Regions from separate parts of the Mus musculus genome. Here all the other regions are linked to region 1. The links are chromatin contacts, called in public Hi-C maps. All regions are on one chromosome and are shown on one strand. Each heading gives the region's core, a stretch centred on a gene start, on an enhancer-like site or on the middle of the called end of the contact. The rest is flanking DNA. Distances are from core to core; before and after follow the strand shown. Region 1 has its middle 7.7 kb from the start of Gm42283. Region 2 has its middle 32 kb from the start of Gm52735. Region 3 has its middle 18 kb from the start of Gm52731.

Region 1 (4,887 bases), core at 898-3,397:
CAACAAAACAGTTTCAGAATGGCCTCGAGGCAGGAATCATGGGAAAGCCTTAAAATAGCCGATGATAGAACAGAATCAGACTCCTCGCTGAAAGGAAAAAGCCCACAGGCATCCACCCCCAGCTTGCCTTCTGGCTGTCACAGAGCCTCACAGAGTTCATGTCAGGATCGGTTAGGCAATTAGAAAATAGAAAAGGCCATAATTGTTGCTATAATAAATTCCCTTAGAGGTGGGGCAATGGCTCCGTGGATAAAAATGCTTGCCCCACAATAATAAGAACCTGCCTTTGTCCCCAGAAGCCTTGAAAATAGATGTGTGTGGTGGCAAGCACCTGTAATATCAGTGTGGGGAGGCAGAAACAGGAGGAACCCCAATCCCACACCACCACCGCTGTCACTGCCACTGCCACCACTGCCACCCCAGGGCTTGCTGGCCACTAAGTCTAACTGAATAGGTAGCCACAGGTCCCATGGCAGGCACTGTCTCAAAAAAAATAAAGGTAGACACTTTTGAGGAATGACACTTGAGATTGACCTCTGGCCTGTACACACACACACACACACACACACACACACACACCACAACACAAAAATAAATGTTTTTTTTTAAATAATGCTTTCCCACATTATTAATAATTCATAGAAATCCATTTAATAGCTAAATTCTATCATGTGGTCAGGTCATCGTTCAACCATTTTAGTATTTCCATAGACTGTGTACATGTGTGTCTGTGTCTGTGTCTGTGTGTATACAAGAATTCAATACTGAAGGTCTTCCTTAATCACGCTCCATTTTGGTTTTTGTGACAGTCTCTGCAGCTCGCTGATTTGGCTCCCCTGGCTAACTGGCTCTTCCTGCCTCTGCCTTACCAGCACTGGGATCACAAGCATACGCTGCCGCGCCCACCCAGCTTTTTTACATGGATTCTGGGAAATTGAATTCAGATTCTCATACTTACACAACAAGCACGTTACTGACTGAGCCGTCTCTGGCCTCGTTAACGATTTTTTATAGAATGGACACTGCTATCAGGAATCTCTTCAGTCTTGTGTCCAGCTTGGCACTCCAAATAAACAAGAAATTAGCAATCGGCTTTGTCCTGGCTCTTTCTTTCCCACTATCAAATTCCCTTCCACAATGCTTCTGATCTTTTACATTCACAACCTAAGATAAGAAGTTCGTTACGGTTCAATGTGCACAAGCCAGGCGTGGTTGTGCACATCTGTAATGCTGCACTCAAGAGGACAAAGCAAAATGATTGTGAGTTCAAGACCAGCTATGGCTACATAATGAGACCCTGTCTCAGGTAGGATAGATAGATAGATAGATAGATAGATAGATAGATAGATAGATAGAAAGATAGATAGAAAGATAGATAGAAAGATAGAAAGAAAGAATTGGTTGACTCTAATTGTAAATTCTACTGTACACTCTTTGCAGTACTTAAGCCTCAGTCCTCTCTAAAATGCATTATTGAGGACTTATTTGATACACCCTTGCCTTTAGATAGCTACTATCCAAGTCCCCACTTTATAGATGAAGATGGAGTCTCCAATAGGTTAAAACCTTGTGCAAGGACACACAAACAGTAAATGACTAAAGCAAGTTTCAAAACTGTGCAGTCCAATGCCACACCCCACCCCCTTTGCAGAAGGACAAGAACACCAGCTATTGTGCTTACAGAAAAGCAGAAAGAAACCATGAGAGAGCAAACGCACGGCCGATGAGAACAGACACAAAGCGGATTAGAAATGCTAGGAACCCTGTGAGTCGGAAAGGTAGCCATGAGATCCTAAACTGTACTTTTTCTTTTCTCCATGAGTGAGAATGACATTTGACAAAAGCCAGCAGATCACATGTTTTACAGTTAAGCCTACAACAACCCAGCTATGGACACGAGAATGGTCTGCCACAGAGGGAAGAAAGCAGGAGCCCCAGCTTCCTAAATCTGAAGAAATGAGAAGAAAAAGCCTGAAGCTACTGTTCAAAACACATAAGGTGGGTAGAACAGGGAAACACTTCTCCAGGGTTTCTGGCTAAGGATCTTCCAACGCCATGAAATGGGTGCGGTCTGCCCACAGACCACAGGACCTGGATTTTGTAGAAGACAGGTTGGCTTTTTTGCTATGTGCCACAGCGCCACCTATCAGAAGTAGTGTGAAATTGCATCATAACCACCAGGGCAGTTCTGGAGTCCTTCTGGACAGAAGACCACACCAGGCCCACACCTACCAAATGCTGACATCGCTGTGGTAAAGAAACCAGTGTCTGCCCTTGGGAAGTTCACAGTCCATCAGAAGACTGTGGAAGGCTGTACAACAGAGATCTGTGAAAGGGGGGGGGGGGGGAGGGAGGGAGTTGAAGTTGCCCTTCCCAGAGGGTTCCACAGGGGGAGCTACTCCACCCATCTCTTAAAGATGGGTAAAGATCCTAGGCCAGACTGGCTGACAGTGGCAGAGGATGAATATATGTCTCAGAGATCGGGAGGTAGGGAAAATTCTAGTACATTAAGGGGGTGGAATGCTGGACTCTGAGTCTTGCTTAGCTTTGTGTTTAAGGAGGGGACTTGTGAAGATTCAAATCCCAAATTGGGAGTGTCCACACTAGAGTCCATGTCTCCCGATTCTCAGTGAACCAGGGAAGCGCAAGGCCAGCCCACTCCCGAGGCTGTGCCCTCAGAAGACCTAATGTCAGTCCAGACCATCTCCACACGTTTCTAGAAGACCCTTGCGAAGCACCTGACCTTTCTGCATGTCAGATTATCTATCTATAAACAGGAGTAATAATAATGATAAATGCTCAGCCCAACGCCGAGTCGATACTTAATACCCAATAATCAGATTTTAAAGATGATACTTTTTAAATATTGACATTTTAATATTATAATATTATTGGCATGTGTCTCAAACTACCGTTACAGTAGCCCCATTGTCTGAAGAATTTTGGTTTTTTTTTTGTTGTTGTTGTTGTTTTTCTTTCTCAGTTACCTGTACAGAGGTCACATGGAAAATTCAAGAAATGACTCATACACTTTCAGTTGTGTGGCTTTCTGAGGAGGAGAATGAAATCTCATGCCAGTGCACTTGTCCCATTGGAGGTGGGGATGGTTGCTGTGTGCTGGGCGCCCATACTGTGTATGCTACTGTGAAAGGCTTCCTGGTGAGCCGCCTCCTCCTACCTTGCATTGGGCAGGAAGTCATCTAGTCCTCTGCACCGCCCTGTGCTTTAGGCTTCTAATTGGGCTCTGCTTTTGAGGGAAACACAATTTGCTAGGTCATCTGGGACGACAGCTGTCTGTGTTTATAAATCCCAAGGTCATGATCAGCACTCAAAGAAGTCAGGATCCAAATCACACAGCCTTGTTTTTCAGCGTAATTCATTAGATTTTACCTGGAAACTTGAGAGAGCAGCTGGGATGCTCGCACCAGCCTGAACGCAGGGGATGGGGCCAGAGGAACCAAAGGCAGTGCTATGCCGGCTTCGTTTTCATTCCTAGAAGATCCAAAGTGCTACCACAGACCTCCCAGAACTACAGGGCACACCAGTCCCTAACAAAGCACATCAAAGGATCACTAGGGCCAGGGAGATGATTCAGCCAATGAAGACACCCAGCACAAGACTGCTGACCTGAGTCTGTCCACACAGCACACAGAAAGGAGCAGAGAAGGACTGCACAAGGTTGTCCGTTTCATCTGACTTCCATATGTGCATCATGTCGCGTGCATACACACCTGCACGCGTACACAGCACACAGACATATACATGTACTCATAATAGATAAAGTTTAAAGAAAAAACATCACTTTGAAAGGCACGGGTGGGACCTGCTTGTAGGAAGCACTCAAACTAGAGGGACAACCCCAAAGGTGACCCCATGAAGCCAGCAGGGGGAGAACACAGTAGGATCATTTAAGAACCATAGACAAAACCCTGTAATCCAAGGCTGAAACGATCTCACATCACAGCACCGGTGCGTGGAGTCATGTGGCCCAAGAGAACTGCAGGAAGAAGGGATGTTCCAACAGGGCTTTGTGAAAAACATAAAATCCAGGCCCAAAACAGAGGGCAGAAGCACTCAGGAGAAATAGCTAAGTATGAAGTCTACCTCCATTATCAGATTATGTTAAGCGTCTAGGAGGAGGACTGCTCTCAACCTGATTGATTGAGTTTTATTTGGTTTGGACTTTTGGCTTTAGGGTGTTTGTTTTATTTTGAGACAAGGTCTCACTGTAGAACCTAAGCTGTCCTGAGACTCTTTTTGTTTGAGTTTCATTCTTTCTTTCTGCTTATGTTTTTTGGTGTACTTTTAAGCCAGAGCCTCATGTAGCCCGGGATAGCCCTCTAACCTTGAGGGGGGCATCCTCTACTTTCCAAGTGCTGGGCTTACAGATGTGGGCCACCACGCCCGGAAGGAATGGAGGGATGGAGGAATGGATGAATGGGTGCAGGAAAGGGAAGTTAAATGTAGCCACCTCCATTTCTACATGTATCTCCACTCCCACGCTTCAGCCCAGACTTACTGTCAGAGTCTCCTGCTTTAGTTATTTGGGCGCCTCTTTAAAATAATCCCCCAAATTGATTTCATGGATCCCTAGTAGACTGTAAGCTAGAGTTTGAAAAATGTCAACATAGTATGATTCTTACTACCCCCTTCCTGAGAAGAAAAGAAATGTAGAGATCTGAAAATGTGGACTGTGTTGGGGTAGAGGGGGCCTCATTGTGGCCAGACAAGCAGTGCATGGGAGTGGATAGAAGAGCAGAGTAAGTTAGGAGGGGTCTGCGGCTTTGCCTAAACATGAATGAAGCCCTGGGTTCAGTCCCCAGCACCACATGAACTGGATGTAATGGCTCACACCTGTGACCCCAGCACCCAGCAAGGGGTGGTAAC
Region 2 (4,887 bases), core at 647-3,146, 500 kb before region 1:
GTGTTGTATATAATCAAAGCTCTGGCTTTGATTACATGGGGAGCTAAGGGGGGGGCACTTTGGAGTCAAAATGTTGCAGGCTGCAATCAGCAGCTATGTGAGACTGGAAGTACCTTTCCATCTTCCCCACAGGTAGGACAGAAATGATGCTTCTCACTGGTCTCAGAAGTTGTCGCGCACCATTGAATAATGTGTGATGCTGGGCCAGAGGCAGTATACAGTAGGGTTGGCTGCTTTTTCATCCCTCTATGATATAGATTAATGTCCTACTACAACATGTCAAGATCGGACAGGGGGAGGCCAGGCCAGGGCATTCTACCAGATAGAAAGAGCACATATCAATGGCCTTTGCAGGAAAGGGTTCAGGTTGTGAAGATTCAGCAGAAGTTAGTAATTCTAAGTAAGAGACAAGGAGGCACAAGCTCCGAGATTGAGGTCAAAGATTGTCACTGACAAAAGATTAGTATAGTAAAGTACGGCTGAAGCTTGGACCTGGGAGGTGAGGTCCACAATCATCTAGAGGGTGCCTGTCGAGACATAGGATTGCAGGTTGGAATGCAGGAGCACCTCTGACCACAGCACCACCACAGGGAGGAAGGATGAGAGGCCGCTCCCTACAGCTTCCGTCTGACCACAAGTCTCACTCTATCTCCTTTCTACTGATCTTGGCAGGGATGATGTATAATTAAGTATTGTTTGAAAAAAAAGTATTGTTAGTTGGGTAAGCAAAAAAAAAAGTCTTATTCATATTAGTCTTTTCGTTTTGGGTAAGTGGGATTTAACACGTTTCTGTGTTTGTGAATGGCACTGCTACATTGGTGCAGTATTTACTTATGTCATTCATAGCTTGTTTATAAGTCTGTGCATTCTCTGGCCATATTGATTCTTTGTCAGTTATGTTTACTCTATCTCATCCCATTTGTATTTGTCTTTTGCATTTTGATTCTTTTGTCTTCTACTTTAAAAACTTGCATAAAATCTAAGATTACTTATCATGATCTTTCCCCCCATTGTACATTTTTTGCCATGATTTTTATATTTTATTGTAGGCATGGAAAAGCTTGCTGGGTATCTCGGACTCTGCTATCCTCCTGAAACTCATTTGTGAATCCCAGACACATGTGCACACAGGCCTCCTTATTGTGTTCTATTTCCACAGCACACTGACTGAAGGTCTGCTCTGATCATGTATGAAACTCATGTGTGATGGACGGTGGCTATGGATAACTTCCATGACTGATTTCAAGAACACCAAAGTTCAGTGCTCCGGGGTGTTGAAATGTGGATACTGAGTTTCTGGATTACGAATTTACCTATGGCATCTCTTTTAGGCATGCTGGTCATTTCCTGCAAATATAAACTCAGTTTTTCTTTAAGAGGTGAAAGTATAACACCGTGGGTGTTGAGAAGAAGCAATGGCTGCTCTGTTTAGTCTCATCAGTGTGACGAGCAAATTGAAGAGAGAGCTGCTTCTGCACCCTTTCTCGAGCTGTTCGCTGTTATCATGCTGCATTTGTTCTTACAAGTGGTGCAATGTCTGGGCTCCCCGTCCAATGGGCTGGTGGCTGCTAATTCAGCAAATTTGATTTTCCAAGTGAAAAATGTTGCCCTTATACCCAGTTTGTAATTCTTCTATTATCAGCTTCATCCATCACATAAGGGCAAGGGGCCAGAACTGTGAGATGGAACACCAGGACGCCTGTTAAGGATGTGTCTTCCTTAATTTCACTAATAGGTTTTTCTCTTCTCACTTTAACAATGATGTATCTGTCTACGCATGAGACTGTATTTAGCCAGCATGCATGTTCGAAATTAAGCCATTTCAGATCTGTGCTGGGAAGTCTCATTTCTCTAGACATTATTTATAAAGTAACTCCTTTCAGTCAAGCATGCTGGTCTCTGGACAAAGATCTTGCTTGCCCAGTGATACTCAATGTGACTTTTGTGGCTGTCATGCTGGTGGCTCAGCCTCACAGAAGAATGCCCCGACTAGCCTTTTTAGCTTTTGACCAACATAGCCAATCTCTGTCTAACGTAGATGACTCAGAGGAACCATTGACTGATTGCTAGAGAACAAAACATCATCAGTTAGTTTCAGAACTTTCTTTGAGCAAAGTTCAGGGATTTTTTTTTCCTTTTTTTTTTCTGCCAGCTCCTGGGTCTCCTGGTTTGACAGGCATGGAATGTTTGTCATCTTAAGTCACCAAAACGCTACACTTCTGATTTCATTCAACACAGCTAGGAATGCCAAGCCCATTGAGTTAACATGTCCAGCTGAGGCTCGATTCACAGATATTATGGAAAAAGGAGACTTATTAGAATCAATGGATCTAGAGTAGTTGAGGTTACAGAACAACCATGGAAGGTTTCTGTGAAAAACTGGCAGATTTTTGTGTTGCCTGGGGACCAGACATATCGAAGAAAGAGCTACACCTGGGCAGGCACCTAGGTATCTAAGGAGAATAGAAACTCATTTCTGGAGCTTTTACATTTTTAGGAATGGAGATATTTTTGATTCTGTTTGCTTCTGGAAAGTGGGTGTTTTCATTCTCTGTTTTGCTTGTTGGTACCAGGGTAGAGGTTTACTGGGCATCTTGCAACATTTGAAGATGATCAGTTGAAGTTGAGAGGTCCAGGTCTTGATGGTGACAGTAAGTTCCAACAGATAAACAGTTGAGTGGGGAGCCCATAGTTAAGTGCAGGAAATAAGGCTGTGAAGAAAGGGATGCAGAGGGTCAGCTAGCTCTCGGAATCAGGCAAGATGGCAGGGCTGTAGAGCTGGGCTTTGGTAAACAGAGACCTCATTCAGATCTTAATTTTTAAAAGAAAGGAGCAGCATGTATTATAAGACATAAGCACAAATGTAAACTAAAAGTTGGCATCTGGAGGTTTTAATTAATATAAGATAAAAGAAAAAGACATTATTAGTAATTTAAAAAATATTCCCTGTAAACTTTTCTCATTTAAATCTATGTATCTGTCTTAAGATTCCTCTCTCTCCCTCTCTCTTTCTCTCTCTCCCTGTGTATATGTAAACATATACACTAAAGACTATATATAACAAATCTATTCAGATGTATAAATATGTAGAGGAAAAGGGGAGGGAAGGGGAAGATAGATCCTGTTTTTCTGGAAATCAATAGTTTAATATATATATATTTTACAAAATTAGCTTGATTCCCTTCCCAATTGTGTGCTTTTATTTTGGGATTGCTATTTGCAATAAATGACTCAGAAACGGAAGTGAAAAATCAGTTTACAGTTTGACTAGAGATTTTTTTTTCCTGGTAGGGTTGTTGTAATTCTTACATAATTTGAGTACAAACCTCTCTGTGTTTATTAGATGTCTGCTGCTAGGTTTCTGTGTGAAACAGCCACACCAGCCCCCAACTTCCATGCCTCTGTAATTACATGTGAACTTGTAAGATCAGCAAGTACAGTGATTCATCACTCCAAGGTACTTTGCTAGAGGCAACATTGTTACAAGACTATTGTTCCTTGATGAATATATTTATTTTGAGCCTTAGTTAATTTTTTTTATTTTAAAAATAAGCTCTAGATCTCTATCTGTACTTATTATGTAAGGGATGATAAACACTAGAATGCATTTGCCTACTTTTAAGTTATTGCATCTGATAAAAACAAAGGCTACCAAATTCTTAGTGCTGTCTCTTTAGATGTATTGTTATCAACGTTACCACCGTTATCCGTATCATAATCAGCATCTGGTCAGTGTTGGTCGCTAGTTATTTCATTCAAGGTTGATCCAATAACATTTAAATATCATGGATTGAATAACAAGAGTTTTTGCTCTTAGTAAAACAGAGAAACAGGATTAATAGTCAAATTCCTAGGAATTCTTACCTTTGAAATGGCCTAGTTGTCAAATTTTGTTTGCAATGGAGTTTGATTCATTTATCCATCCTTCTAGACAGACAGACAGACAAATGGGTCTTACTGTGTAGCTCCAACAGGCCTGGAACTCACTGTAAAGACTGGTCTTGACATCACAGAGCTCCATTGTCTCTGTTTCCTGGGTTTCCTTGGAACTAAAGGCCTGCACCCCCACATGCAGTTTGTAACCTTTTAAAAAAATTGATTAACAATAGGTAAAAAAAATGTAATATATAGGTGGATATCCACTCTGTTTTTATCTCCTAAACCCATTAAAAGGCTGCAACTCTATGTGCTTACCTTCACCTTATGAGAAAGTTTTTTGAGGTCTACTGGTAAAATCTACTGAACCACCAGAGTTGGAAACGTGTCTCTACATTCCCTACTGTAGTCTTTGGCCATATCTCTCAGGGAGAAAATGCAGATTTATTCATAGCTACCATTGTGAGTCAAATGGTCTCAACCACAGATGTTGAAATCCTTATTCTTGAAACCTGTAAATATGACCTTGTTGAAAGAGTCTTTGTAGATGCAAATAATTTAGGATGAGGTGATTTTTGATTGGGTAGACTCCAGTGTCCTCAAAAAAGAGGGAAATTTGTACATAGATATAAGGAGAAAACCACAAAACAATAGAGGCAGGGATTGGGTATGGAGGTCAAGAATCAAGGAGAGCCCCATACTGTTGGGAATTACTGAACGTTAGAAAGAGCATGACAAGATCCTCCCTGGAGCCCTGCTGCTACCTTGAGTTTGAACTTCCAGTCTCAGGAACTGTAAAACAGTATATTTCTGTTGTTTTAATCCACCTGATTCTATGACAATTTATTGTGGCAGTCCTAGGAAACAAATGAACGAACAACATGTGACTATTTGTGTGTGGTGGTCTGGGCCTGTAATTCCAGCCCTAGATTTAGGGCCTGCTTTGGGTAACATGGCAAAACCTTGTCTCAAAGGTTCTTTTGTTTTTATTTTTTATTTTTTGAAAATTTC
Region 3 (4,887 bases), core at 900-3,399, 370 kb after region 1:
GAGGTTGGGGTGGCACCCCAACTCCACGATGAAAAGACAGCGGAAATGATCCCCCCGGACTCCTATGACTCTCAGATTCTTATTCTCCTCAGAGATCTTAGTAATTTTGGAGAAGAAGAATAAAGAAAATTCACCCCTGTGGAGGGAGGGAAGCCTGTGCTCTTTAGCTCTGCAACAGACACCACTCTGTCCCCAGCTCTCTCTAGGTCTCAGACATTGGAGTCCTGCCTGGGTGGGCTCTGCATCCCTCCCTCAGTGAGTGTTCCCTGTGCATCATCAAATTGGCTTGGGGGTTGGGAGGAGCAGCATTTCACCCTAACTCAGATGAAGCTCCGTGCTCCCTCCCAGCCCAGACCCTACTCTCCTTATCCTTGGTTGTGAGCGGCTCATCAGTAAGGTGGCTTGCCCAGAGTCCAAGCAGCCAAACTGAAGGTAGCACCAGTCTCAGCTACAGCACCACCCGACCTCACCTCTCCTGACCACCTAAGTCCACCCTTGGCCCTTAGTTGTCTCTCTTGATAAGGGTTTGGAATCAGATTCCACTTAGAGGTGTTCTTAAAGATACATCTTTGTCTTTGTTTATTTGTATATTTGTTTATGTTATTTGCTATTCTTATTTATTGAACTTCCTCTGTAGACAAGGCTGGCCTCAAACTCACCGCAATCCTTCTGCCTCAGCCTCCCAAATGCTTTAACTAATGACATGAATCACCACACCTGGCTGAATGACAGTTTTTATCAACAAGAATCCATGTGTGGCTCAGGAGGCTTCTGAGAAACAGCAGCCCCCTGTCCCATCGCTCTTTGCCCCTGGACCGAAATGACCCTTAGACTTCCTGAAACTCTTGGAATCTAATTTTTTCCAGGGAGCTAAAGTAATTATGGGTAAGACGAGTTGAAAAATTAAAACTATGGAGGATGGCTGAGGCTTGGTCATCTCTGAAGATCTGTGCTTTTCTGTTCTGCTGTAGCAGACATCACAGGACCCTGGTGAAGAGCAACAATGGGGTTTCTCTTCACTGACACCTCTGTCCCCAGCTATCTCTGGGAATAAGCCAGAGCAAAAAGTACCACCGCTTGGTCTATGCTCCCGGCCCTCCCCTTCCCATCCAGTGAGTGTTCCCACTCCAGACTGAGAGCTCACCCTCATGCTTGCATACTTATTCCTGGATTTGCATCCATGTTCAAATAGCATACTACCCAGCTTCCTCAAGATGTTTCCATCTTAAACTATTATTATTATTATCATTATTATTATTATTATTATTATTATGACTTCCTGGTAGGGAAAACAGAGGAGTTTGTTCTTTTATACCACCAGCTCTCTCCACCTTTGTGGGTGGGGGAGGTGCAGGTTCTTATATATCCCAGGCTAGCCCTTCATCTTCCCAGCTCCACCTCCTGGGTGGTGGGATGTTAGGTAGGTTCCATTGTGATCAGCAGGCCTTTTCCTTCTTGTAGATACACACACACACATACACACACACATTCTGCCCTGTCTATCCCACAGCCTACCCAGCAACATCACTTGCATCACCTCTGAGGTATCTGAGGTCAGTGTGGCCTGGTCAGAAGCTAATTCAGACCTCCAGTTAAATGTAGATTTAATGTTGGCACTTGCTTCTCTCCCTCGTAAATTATGAAAACCACACCCCAGCAGGATGGTGGAAGCAGCAAGGCTGGAGGGCTATCCTCGGGCAGAGGAGACTCCAGAACATCTGCTTTCTTAAGGACCATCCAGGGGGTAAGAGCAAACACACTGGGTGGCCTCCAATGAGATCTAGAGCAAGAATAGAAGTCCCAGGGAGACCTATGCCAGCACCACCTGGATGTATGTTAGGATGTGTGTTTAGTGGCAGGAGATAGGCTGAGGCTGGCTGTGTGTGCTGGAGACACAGATGGGGGATTTCTGCAGGGACGGAGAGGTAAGCATTTGACTCCTGAAGTCCCTGCAGAGCCTACAGCAGTCACTTGCGTTCTCAGCTCTGTGATCCATGAGAATCCAGTGGTGCTCTGTCGTCCTTCTTGACTGACCACACCAGAGCTGTGCCAACGGGCACACACATCTGGTATATCCTTGTAGGGTGCTGAAATCTCTCTTAAGGCTCCCATGAGCAGCCTCTCTCACTGACCCCTGCCTTATAAAAATTTCAAGATGATTCACAGACATTTCATGATTCAGCAGTTGGGGCAGAAGCCTCCGTTCCACAGGGACTGAGTGGAAGATGGCGAGGAAGGGCTAGATGGAGCAATCACAGCTGATGTGGGCTCTGACTGTGGCCTCTCCAGCAGGGCAGCAGGGATCTCATAAGGCAAGACTGAGGAAATACGTCCCCCAGCCCCTGCCCTGTTTTAAAGAAAGAGATGGTAGAGGGTGAAGCCACAGATGGAATTCTACCTGCTCAGTGCATTCACATACGAGGGAGCGGCAGTCTGGCTCCTAAGTGGTTCCACACGTGGGGCACAGTCCCTGGCTTCTTCTTGTTCTGGAACTCTCTACAGAAATGTAAATCAGCCACAAAATCTTCTGTGCTCTCCAAGTGGGACAGACTCATTCATTCAGGCTGCTGATAGCTATTGTTGTGTAAGTGGGCTAAGAGTTGAGGAGCCGGCCTAACATCAGGGTGTGGGAGCTATGGGCCCCTTGGGGACCTGTGAGTCACTTTTTCTCCCCTCTGAGAAGCAAGAGAGCAGCAACCACTCAACTCTGGAGTAAGTCCAGGGTGCTATGTGACCTAAGACCAGTTCTCAGCCCTCTTCAATACTTCTATCTAAAACAGGGCCAGGGTCTGTGTGGCCTGGCATCTTGGCAGGTATTTTGCGAATCCAATGAGCTCACTGGTAGAATGTGCTTACAATAGTGCTTTGGTTGTGGTAATTATAATCATCCTGAGTAAAAGCTGCACAGGGGAAGCCACAGTGCCCCCCTCCCCCGCCGACCTGACAAGCTCAGACAACATAACCCCTGTAGAAAGCAAGTCTCCAAAGCTATGAATAAAGAAATGGAGGATACAGCTTGTTCTTCATTTCAATTTTATTCTATGAGTGTTTTGTCTGCATGTGTATCTGTGTGCCACACTCATGCCTGGCATTTGAGGGATCTAGAAGAGGGAGTTCGATCTCCTGAAACGGGAGTTGTAGATGGTTGTGGGCAGCCATGTGGGTTCTGGGAATCAAACTTGGGTCCTGTGGAAGAGGAGTCAGTGCTCTAACCACTTAGCCATCTCCCCAGCCCACCAGGAAGCACGCCCGTATTCCCAGTCATTCTTGTCAAGTAAATACTGCAGGTGTGATATGCCAGGCCAGATGGTGAAACCTTCAACACTTGTTCCCAAGATTGGAACCCAATACAGTCAAACACAGCACAGCCAGGCTGTGAAGGCTCAGTTTAAAACGAGGCCCCGCTGACACCTCCAGAACTTCAACCAAGCCGAATCCAGAAGACAGTTATAAACAGTGTGTGAAGCACCAACATTACAATTCCGCTCTGGTTTGCTGTGTCTGCAAGCACACCCTTTCCTCGACAGCCCCCGTCTCCCCCAACAACCACACGTGGCACTGGGTGGCCTCTGGGTGCCTGCCAGGTATCTACCCAGCCCATGGATCTCACATCTACAGGAGTTTAAAAACCATTGTCTTGTCTTCCACAGAAGCACTGTCCTATTTCCGAGCTGACACCACCACCTAGTGTGTCACTCAGGAAGGCACGCCTGTTGTGGGGTGGCGGGGCTGGCTGGAGCCTCCCTTTGCCCTTCTCTCTCTTCATGCAGGGCCTCAGCCCAGCCCTGCTTCCTTCTTGCTCTCACCTGTTAAGGTCTTGCAGCCCATTTGCCACACAGTGGCTCACACCTGTAAGCCTAGCACCTGGGAGACTTGGCAGCCTGGGCTACAGAGAGGATTTATGGCCAGCCTGAGGTACATCAAGAGATGAAAGAGGGGGGAATAGGGAAGGGGTTTGCTGGTTGTGAGAAAAAGGGAGAGAAGACGTGGAGGAAACGAAAGAGTAAAGAAAACAGAAGAAGAAAATGGGAGGTGCTGGAAACCTACATCCCGGAAGCAACTGCATCCCCTAAGACTTAGTAAGGCTGACAGACCCTGAGCCTCACCCTAGAACTGCTGAGCCCAAATGCACCTTTTCTCTAAATGGCAGGTGATTGCCTCAGTGCAAGGGAATGTGTGAGGAGCTGTTCTAACAGGAGGGGGAAGGGAGATGGCTAGGACAGTCTATAAAGAAACAATGCATATGGCAGTGGTGGCATATAATCCCACCTTTAATCCCAGCACCTGGGAGGCAGAGACAGGCAGATTTCTGAGTTCCAGGACAGCCTGATTCACAGAGTGAGTTCCAGGACTACACAGAGAAACCCTGTTTCAAAAAAACTGAAAGAAAGAAAGGAAGGAAGGAAGGAAGGAAGGAAGGAAGAAAGAAAGAAAGAAAGAAAGAAAGAAAGAAAGAAAGAAAGGAAGAAAGAGAAGGAAAGAAAAAGAGAGAGAAAGAATACATAAATATTATCTATAATTATATATAAAATAGAACATAATGTTAACCTTAGAAGTAAAACAAAACCTTCCTGAGTAATACGACATTTGTCATGAGAGGAAATTTTATTTCTTGGGAATTTTTAATCAGTCTAAAACAATGGAATCTTCTAGAATGACCTGTAGGAGTACTAGGCAGAGGGTCTCCAGTACTCCAATCTCACTGTACATTCGGTATTTGTGTTCTTATGGATGGAAGAAAACCACTGATTGATCTCTGATCCTAGACAGTCAATCTGAACTTGGCTCCTAGAGGCCATCTTGGGACCTAGCCACAACACAACATGGCAGCTTAGTTCTTCAAAGCCAGCAGCAGGTTCTCAGCAGTGACCTCCAGGAGCTGAGCTT

The links. A called contact is a pair of places that touch in the nucleus more often than the background predicts.
Region 2: a contact with region 1 is called in a Hi-C map of the N1E-115 cell line, with 4 times the contacts expected there. The contact joins two enhancer-like sites. A contact is called at or near these places in 3 of 15 datasets of contacts at CTCF or cohesin (the NIH/3T3 cell line, large pre-B cells and pro-B cells), 2 of 484 Hi-C or Micro-C datasets (the N1E-115 cell line and cerebellar granule neurons) and 2 of 115 datasets of contacts at active chromatin or transcription factors (embryonic fibroblasts and embryonic stem cells).
Region 3: a Hi-C map of the N1E-115 cell line shows a contact between it and region 1, with 8 times the contacts expected there. The contact joins two enhancer-like sites. A contact is called at or near these places in 2 of 484 Hi-C or Micro-C datasets (the N1E-115 cell line and cerebellum).

The regions. Positions count from the first base shown.
Region 1 is chr4:47,500,116-47,505,002 of GRCm38.p6, reverse strand. No RefSeq gene overlaps it. Among named protein-coding and RNA genes, the nearest start is that of Gm42283, 7.7 kb to the right of the region's middle. Within about 2 kb of position 2,147, at least 31 of the 459 cell types and tissues checked have an H3K27ac peak or open chromatin away from gene starts, as enhancers often do. A contact at or near this core is called in the N1E-115 cell line, where this site is marked.
Region 2 is chr4:47,995,525-48,000,411 of GRCm38.p6, reverse strand. No RefSeq gene overlaps it. Among named protein-coding and RNA genes, the nearest start is that of Gm52735, 32 kb to the right of the region's middle. Within about 2 kb of position 1,896, at least 4 of the 459 cell types and tissues checked have an H3K27ac peak or open chromatin away from gene starts, as enhancers often do. A contact at or near this core is called in the N1E-115 cell line, where this site is marked.
Region 3 is chr4:47,127,498-47,132,384 of GRCm38.p6, reverse strand. No RefSeq gene overlaps it. Among named protein-coding and RNA genes, the nearest start is that of Gm52731, 18 kb to the right of the region's middle. Within about 2 kb of position 2,149, at least 45 of the 459 cell types and tissues checked have an H3K27ac peak or open chromatin away from gene starts, as enhancers often do. A contact at or near this core is called in the N1E-115 cell line, where this site is marked.